3 separate regions of the Mus musculus genome follow, and regions 1 and 2 are each linked to region 3. The links are chromatin contacts, called in public HiCAR-type and promoter capture Hi-C maps. All regions are on one chromosome and are shown on one strand. Each heading gives the region's core, a stretch centred on a gene start, on an enhancer-like site or on the middle of the called end of the contact. The rest is flanking DNA. Distances are from core to core; before and after follow the strand shown. Region 1 holds the start of Loxl4 (lysyl oxidase-like 4). Region 2 holds the start of Pyroxd2 (pyridine nucleotide-disulphide oxidoreductase domain 2). Region 3 holds the start of Golga7b (golgi autoantigen, golgin subfamily a, 7B).

The links. Promoter capture Hi-C pulls out the DNA fragments that hold promoters and counts their contacts. HiCAR-type assays count read pairs that join an accessible place to other places.
Region 1: a promoter capture Hi-C map of embryonic stem cells shows a contact between it and region 3. The contact joins the promoter of Loxl4 here to the promoter of Golga7b in region 3. A contact is called at or near these places in 6 of 39 promoter capture datasets (the HPC-7 cell line, the SN4741 cell line, embryonic stem cells and 1 more), 2 of 115 datasets of contacts at active chromatin or transcription factors (both in embryonic stem cells) and 3 of 9 other capture datasets (adipose tissue, embryonic stem cells and pancreatic islet).
Region 2: a contact with region 3 is called in a HiCAR-type map of astrocytes, with 3 times the contacts expected there. The contact joins the promoter of Pyroxd2 here to the promoter of Golga7b in region 3. A contact is called at or near these places in 8 of 39 promoter capture datasets (cranial neural crest, embryonic stem cells, hematopoietic stem and progenitor cells and 3 more), 1 of 15 datasets of contacts at CTCF or cohesin (the NIH/3T3 cell line), 3 of 115 datasets of contacts at active chromatin or transcription factors (astrocytes, embryonic forebrain and embryonic stem cells) and 2 of 9 other capture datasets (adipose tissue and embryonic stem cells).

What each region holds. Positions count from the first base shown.
Region 1 is chr19:42,611,352-42,614,078 of GRCm38.p6, forward strand. It overlaps Loxl4 (lysyl oxidase-like 4), which reads right to left and starts at 1,455. Exons shown (of 15, transcript NM_053083.3): 1 at 1,367-1,455.
Region 2 is chr19:42,751,394-42,754,093 of GRCm38.p6, forward strand. Pyroxd2 (pyridine nucleotide-disulphide oxidoreductase domain 2) reads right to left here and starts at 1,382. Exons shown (of 16, transcript NM_029011.2): 1 at 944-1,382. The coding sequence starts at 1,070. Gm19437 (a long non-coding RNA gene) reads left to right here. Exons shown (of 4, transcript XR_386719.3): 4 at 1-43.
Region 3 is chr19:42,254,478-42,257,177 of GRCm38.p6, forward strand. Golga7b (golgi autoantigen, golgin subfamily a, 7B) reads left to right here and starts at 1,262. Exons shown (of 5, transcript NM_027694.2): 1 at 1,262-1,706. The coding sequence starts at 1,695.

The sequences.
Region 1 (2,727 bases), core at 205-2,704, 360 kb after region 3:
GTTGGAGGTCTCCTCAGAAGCCACAGGCCTTCAGGCTCCTTGCCTAGAGGCAGGGGTGGGCTTCTGCTGCAAGACCTGTGCCTGTAAGCTAGGGCAGTGCCCTTCCTTTCAAGCCACCAGGATGCAGGCCCTGGAGAGCCTCCATACTTCCTGCCCACTCCAGGTTCCCAGAACTGTTACTCACACCAAGCTCGTCTCCTCATTGTCATTCCCAAGACAGAGCCTTCATCTCCCAGGGCCCATTGTTAAACTCCTACACACATGTCAACACCCAGCTCAAATGCTGCTCCCTCCAGAAAGGCCTCCCAGTATCCTACCTTCCTATTTGTTCCCACTGGACTGAGTACAGGAGGACTGGGCTGAGAACTGGGTCTTGGAGAAAGAAGGTGCCCTTTCTCTTCCCCAGGGAGAAGGGAATGGGTGAGGGGGCCACAGGATAAGAATGCCTCTAGGACCCTGTTTGAATAGGCCTCTCCATTTCACAGATGGAAAGGTCGGGGCCCCAGGAAATGAAATAGCTGGACTGGCCAGAATTCAAACAGGCCACCTGGCTACAGTCTGGGCTCTCATTGATTGATCGATGTTGGATGAGGGAGAGAGAGGGAGGGTGAATGGAACTCTACCTTGTCACTGGCTATATGACTCAGGCTGAAGTGCAAGGGCACTGGAGTGAAGTCTGAAGACACAGGCACCTGCCCTGGCCAGGAGGGAAGGCTGCGAGAGGATGATTGCCCAGGATTCCTAGAGGTTTGGGGGGGGGGGGCGGCTATCCTGAGAGGCTAGCTGTGGGTCACTCCTAGTCCTTTTTCTGTGACTCTCTGGGCCTTGGTCTAGGCCCTGTACCCTTATGGCATCGTTCCTGTGGTTAGAGCAGAGCCTACAAATAGGCTCCCACCTATATAGGGCTGGGGAAGGTGGGGTTTGAAGCCCTCTGCCTCCAAACCCTCTTTCACATCATCTCCAGCAGTCAGCTCTATGTAGAGGGGAGCCCAGCTCTGCTCCAGCTCTTAGTGCCCCGAGTCACAGGAGAGACATCTAGTTCTATTTTACTCCGTCCCCAGCATTCTTTCAGGGTGAGAAATGGTTACACACAGTGTGTTCACACACAGTGTATTCACAAACCTAACACCCAGACTCCTGCTTGCCAGAGCTCTCTCCACTCATGTAGCCTTGAACCAACTCCCCTAACATGATGGGCACTTGTCCAGTGGGGAAGCAGGTTGTGACCCACCCACTGGGCTGACTTATCCATGGGATCCCCCCATTCCTCTGAGCTTCTAGAGGCCTGCCCACCCGCGAGAAACAGAAGAAAGGACAAGACAGACAGCAAGAGGCAGACAGGAGATCGCAACAGGCAGGAGCTCACCGGCAGGATCTGGAGGTCGGGGCTGGGCTGGGCGCCACGGCAGAGCAGCGCTAACGGGCCTCCCGGGGCGCCCTGGGGGCTTTTTATCCGCCAGCCTCCCGCCCCAAGTCCGGGCCTTCCCCGGGGGAGGTCGCAGGCCCCGCCCCGGGCGCGCCTGTGTGCACGGGCAGCCCCGCCCGGCCGGCCACCAGCCAGGCGCGCAGCTCGGGACTGGGCCAAGTTGGGAAGTCCCAGGCGCTGCGGGGAGCGTGGGGGGTGACGGAGTCCCGGAGACGCATGGCGGGGGACAGCGTCGGGTGGCAAGGATCCGGTCTGCGAGTGCCTCTGCAGGCACGGTTTTCTCCTCTGTCTAATGGGCGATCGGAGCTGTGTCCCATTAACCTTATAGAACTGAGCGCCCCACAGTCTTAGGTCTGGATCCCGTGGGCTGCTTCTGCAGGGCAATGCAGGCGTTCTTTTGGGGTGAGGGCCCCGTTCAGTGGTTGGGTGATGCAGCTTAAGTAACAGTCTCTCTGTGACCTGGTCCCCAAGGTTTACTGAAGGCGGCTTGAGAGCAAAGCTCTGCTCATTATGAAGTTCAGTCCCAGGAGACAGGATTTGCTTCCCAGAGTCATAAACCTCGCAGCAGAGAACTTAAGACTTCCGGTACTTAGCCAGGATGTCCCTGGTCCTTGCCAGGTTCAGGGGATGAGGGCAGTGGAGGACAGAGGGGAATGAGAGGCTGTGGAACACAACAAATGAAGGAAGGCCTGCGGAGGGGAGTCCCCCAGCTGAAGAAGCAACCAGGCTCCAGGCCTCGGGCTTCCAGTCTTCAGCTCCTTCAGAACCTCACGTGTGAAATGAGCAGACTGTTTCCAGTATCCTCTCTAGTCTCAGAGCAGTGAGCGGCGCGTCCCCCACCTTGCCTCAGATTGACAGCTAACGGTTTCTTCATTCAGGACCCTCTGTTGATTTTTCTCCTATGTGCTAGAAAAAGGGCTAAAGTGCTAGACGCTGGCAGGGGGGTACCCAAGTCTGAAGAGGGAAGATGTGCAAATAAAGGTGACCTCAAGGCAGAGGTAATGAGGGCCAAGATGGCATGTGACAGCCAGGTCACCTTGACCATGTTGCCAGAGACCTGGGTCCACCCCTAGCTGCTCATGTCTAAGATGTCCCCCCAGTGGCCCTGCCCCACCCGACCTGGGCCCAAAACATTCCCTAGGATGAATCAACAGGAAAGAATGCTCCCAGCCTCAGGTCAGTGGCAGAGGCAGAAACCCGGCTCCTCCCCTAGGGACAATGAGGCAGCTGTGGACCAGGATACCAGGTATGCACGGGGCCTCCACCCTCTGCCCAGCCACCTCTAATGCAGAGCCAGGAGC
Region 2 (2,700 bases), core at 132-2,631, 500 kb after region 3:
GGATGTTTTCAATGGGAAAAGAAAAAAAAAACCAACTTGGTATTTAAATCAAGAGTTGCATATATTTGATTTGTAAAAACTGTGTGAGACATATCTTTATTTTAGTATCGATAATAAAAAAAACCAAGTCTGTGTATAATAAACACTCACTCATGCGTGCACAAATTGGAGAGGGTGGTTCTCAGTAGACACAAGAAGAAGCCAAACCAGGCCAGCATTTATTTAAAGCTGTGTGATGCGTCTCACAAAAAAATGTGAACCTGCTATCATCTATGTAAAAGCCCAGCTGGGAATAAAAGCCTTCAGGTCCCAAAAGTGTGACCCGGAAGGCCCTGGTGTGGAGTGCAGCCTGGCCCTAGGCTATGCCTTAACCTAGTACTTGAGGCTGAGAGTCAGCAAGATGTTGCAGGACCACCACTGTAGCAGGTATCTATGTCTGAGGGAAGCCATGGGAGATGACACCCTTTGTGGATGCATTAGGGTGTCTGGGAACCCCTCAACCACCTTTTCTCTTTATGAAACAACTCTGGCTTCCTTTTCCAATGGATGATCGCAGAAGTGAGATTGGCTCTCATTTGTCTACAGTCCGGAGGTCTTTGCTTCCTGCATAAGGTCCCGGGAGGAACTCACTCATTTTGCGGGAGATACAGGGAAACTCCTGCGTTTATTTAGTCACTCATTATCATTCTAGAGAGAAAGGTTTAAACCCAGAAGGCAAGAGCCGTTCTAGTCCACACAGCACACCAGGGTGGAATTAGAACCCAGGGATCCTGATTCCCAGGCCAGGGAGGACTTCCATCCCAGGTCCTGCTCACTGGAACTCCCGGCCAGGTCGTGCCCATAGGAGAGGCAGCAGCAAGGCTCCTTGGAGGCCCCTCCAAGGCCGGTGGGCAGAACGCTGCCTTCCTTCCCTGAGCTCTGGCTCTGCCCTCTTTGGTTTTACCTGCTCCTATCACCACGGCATCGTACTCGGGCTTCAGGCGCCCGTTGGCTCCCGACTGAGCTCGTTTCCAAGTAGGGCAGGGAGAGGAGTGCAAGGCCCTGATGAGACCTCGGCCGCCGGCAGCCATTTCTGCCCCCAGCAATTTGCTTGCACAGTCAGCTTTCCAGAGGCCCAGGCAAGGGGAGGGGCTGGGAGTTACAGTTCAGTGTCAGCCTTGGCCTTGGGCCACCGTTTCCCAGGGTCCGAGCTTCTGCGGCTCTGAGTTTGCGCAAGCCAGCCTAGAGGAGGGGGCATGTAGGCTAAGAACTGGCAGAGTCTGAGTAGCTTCGAGGAGTCAAGCGAGTAGGTGGCAGAGTCTGAGTAGCCTCCAGGAGTCAAGCGAGTAGGGACCAAAGAGAGAACAATTTAACTAGGTTCTCCCAGGCCCGGTAGTGGGCTAAGGGAGAAGAGGAGCCAACGCAGAGGCCCCGCCTTCCTCTTGCCTCCCTTTTCTGTACCGGCAGAAGCCTGGGGGCGGGGCCGAGATCCTAAGCTGTGGGATGGGCGCTGTCAACTCAGACTTTACTCCTGCTTGTCTGGTAGTCAGGGACCTTGCAAGGTGACCACTGCTCCTTGTTGCGGGATCCTCCCCAGTCATCTTTCAGTGCCTTTGGACGACAGAAAAGGCCACCCACGTCTCCAAGAGCTGTGTGTGTGTTCTCTCACGCACACTCCAGTGAGGCTAGTCTTGCTGGGAGGAAGGATATGGACAGTTTGGGCACCTTTCCAGTTTTCCAAAGTTTCTCAAAGATTTGGGCTCACACCTGTAGATTACCTCAACTAGTATGAGTCCATACATACAATCCCTGTGCCCTATCTTGAACAGAGAGGACCGGTCCACTCCTCAGGAGTCACTCCTCTACAGGAGAAAGGCATTGGAAGTGGCGAGCTGCAATCATGAAACGGGCAGCCTTGTGTGGCAGTTTGGACAAGAGAAAGACAGATGGGGGCGGAGCCGTAGCTAGGTCATAACTTTGGCCAGCTTCCAAGATGGCTGGCTTCCTCCTTACCCTCCTGACCTGGGACAAAAGCCTGACGAGGTTTTTCTTGGCTAGTAGCGCTGTTTTTTTAAAAACTGGGTATGCTGCAGCAGAGGGGTGCTTTAGCAGGCCCATGCTGAGGCGTTCCTCTGAGGTGTCAGCCATAGGACAGGCCTAGTATAGAAGGAAGTTTATCTGAGACCCGGGAAGGGGGTGTGGGGAAAGGAGTAGAGGAAGAGAAAGAAAGGGGACAGAGAAGGACAGAAAGAGAGAGGAGCAAGAAGGGCAGTGGCCAGCAAGAACACGTGGAGAGGAAAAAGATGGGGTGGGGAGGGGAGGGGAGGAGAGATAGAGGGAGGGAGAGAACAAGGGGAGGGGGATGAGAACGGGGAGGGGGAGAGGGAAAGAGAAAAGAGGAAGAGGAGGAGGAGGAGGAAGGGAGGGGGAGGGAGGGAAGGAGGGAGGGAGGAGGCAGAGAAGCAGAAGCAGCAGCCCAAACAGTCCTTATGTGCCTGGCTCCTGGCTCACACCTAGCCCTTGCTAGGTAACTGTTAGGAGAAGCCTACAGGAAATGCTAACAAGTAGACTTGCCTGCCCAGGGACCAGATGACAAGTTCAAGGCCAGCCCAGGCCTTGCTTACCCCACTCTTAAAAGCCCTGGCCCTTTGGGTTCCAGGGCACCTCCTTTGCTGTGCAGACGGCCTTTTCTCTGTGTGTACCCTGCTGGGGTGTATTTCT
Region 3 (2,700 bases), core at 12-2,511:
CTCTCCACCCACCTCAGCCTCAGGAGCGCCGAGATTAAAGGTGTGCACCATCACACCTGCCTCAGGAAAATGTTCTTATTCTGAGGGGATGAGTGCTGAAGTATTTAAGGATAAAACTGTGGAATCTATCGCTTTCTGATAATCTAGTGAAATTATATACGTCTCCTTGATCCAGTTTCCGTCAGCAAAGCCAACAAATCAAAATCAAATGTAAAAATACTATTGCTGACTGAGTTAGTTAGACTGTTCTGGCAAATGTCTTTTCCCCAACTTCTCCTGTATGTTTGGAAATTTTAAATGGGAAATTTGGTAGAAGAAGAAAGGACCCTAGCTATAGGCTAATGAAGAAGGGCAACAAGTATATCCTGCAGAAAGAGGACCGTAAACTCAGGGAGTGAGACAGCTAATCAAGGTAGGAAATCGGGAGAAGTCTGACCTGGAGTCAGGTCTTCTGGCTGCCTGTTGTGGCACCTACTCCAGTTTTATGTCATGGCCGACGCTGCTGACCTGTGGGCAGCCAGGCTGTAGAAGAAGTACCCAGCTCCCCTCAGACACAGATCTGGGGTTATTGTGGATGTGTTCAAAGACACCTGTGTTGGGGTTTCCTTTCTGCTTATTAAGTAGATAAACCATTTGATTGGAAGGCCTAATGCCAAATTACCACCTTGGAGAGTGGGCATACCGGTTTGGCATGTGGTTTTTGATTAGTGGTGGTAATTGGGTATTGTGGGAGTGTGTATAAACTCTGGGATGGCTGTAGGGAGACAGAAGTGTAAGGGGTGGGACCTGGACTAGGAGGATCATAAAGAAAGACTGGCTTCCATAAAAGAAAGGGCCCTAGGGAAAACCTGGGGATGAAATGTGCGTATGTGTTTTAAGAAAATGCTCTCTTATATCTGCAGCATTTTCCCCTAGCTAATGGGATTTTACCCATTTAAGGAAGCAGAAAGGAGAAAAGAGGGAAGGGAATGTTCCCATAAGGCTGGGTAGTGCTTGGGGCAGGACGGGAAGGTTAGAGTGAGAATTTGAAGGTGTTTGGAAAGGTAAGAGGCTGGCGGCCTGTGGATGGTGGGGCCTTCCGTATTGCAGGCCGGGTGCCTTGCAGCAGAGCCCATCTTCTTTCTTCAGCTTCTGGAAGTCCCCGGAGGCGGTGGAAGCTAGCGCAACGCTCTAGGCACTCCTGCTGGGGGGGAGGGCAGGCAGGAGAGGCGGGGCGCTGGGCGGGGCGGGACGGGGTGGGGCGGGAGCGGAGCCGGTGGCCGCGGGCGGGGCTCCTCTCCGGCGGGTGCCGGAGTCTGGGGGCCGCGGCTTCCCCCTCCCCGCCCGCCGAGGCGCTGGCCCCTCCTTCCCCCGCCGCCCCCGTGCCCGCCGCTGCTGCCACTGTCAAAGATAAAACCGGGCCATTGCCTGCAGGAACCCTGGCAGCAGGCGATCGGGTGGTGAGGAGCCTCCGGCGCGGCCTCGCCTCCCCGGTCCGGCTCCCGCGTCAGCACCGTGGACAGCACGGACCACCTTTCAGGGACCCTCCGGTCGGCAGGAGCGCGCTTCAGGTTTCGGCGATCTCATCAGTACCGCGGACAGCGCCCAGGCCCTCGCTGGCCTCGGCCAGCCCACCGGCTCTTCCTATCAGCACCGCGGACAGCCCCCCTGAACCAGCCCAGCGACAGCCAAGGACTGGTCAGAACGCCCTGAAGATGGCCACTGAGGTAGGGCCCAACACCTTAACCCGCAGGCAATGCCTCAGGGAATGATTCCCCACTAGGGGCAGACTGGGCACGAGGAGAAGACGGGGGTGGATGGGGGTAGAGGGTGGTTCCCTGGGTTCATGGTGGGAGGTGTGGAGTGGCATGGCATATAAGCAGAGCTTTGCTGAGGGGTCCCTTCACCTTTGACATGTCAATCTTGCCCATGCCACTCTGAGCCCTGGGAATCTACTTGTTACCAATAGCACCAAGTCCCAGCTGGTCTGGGGTTTCCCCTTCTCCTGAACACAGGGTTCTGACTCCCTAGAGGTTTGGAGATCCCTGCACACCTGTGTAAGGGGAGGGAAGGTGGCCTACTGCTGTTGTTGCTATGCGGTGCAGTATCCTGCTTCTAACCCAAATGCTTGTCTAGGGAAGACACACCTTCCCTCACATCCACATTTCCTTAGGAGGAGAACGTGGAAAAAGACATGCTCAGGCCCAGAACCCAAAGGGTTGGTTTTAATGAACCTCCTGCACCAGCCCCCACTTTTGAGAATTTCTTTCCTTCTCCATTTGAGCTGCTGTTCTCAGTGTATCCACATTTGCCTGTGAGGGGGAAGCGACTGTGTGCTTCACAGTGTGTCTATAGACCAAGGGACCTGTTAGCTAAGGACAAAATCTTGGCATAATGTGTAAGAAGTCGGGACTTGTGTCTCTACCCCCAGAGGTTACTCCTCCCCGGGGAGAGCTCTTTACGCATGGTGAAGCTGACATACGGAAGAAAGGATTGGCTCGGTACCCACACAGCATGCCAACAGCAGAGCTGAAAGTTTCTTTGAATTTTTAGAGTGTTGCAGCACACTGGGTCTCCCCAGCTCGGCTGCTGCCGGCTTTTGTGGTGACTCCCCATTTCCAGCCTAGCTGGACCACTGCCAAGGAGGAGAGCAAAGGCCTGTGAGTGATTCTGTGCGGTGCCTCTGGGATTCCGGCGAGTGGCATGACATCAGTACCAAGT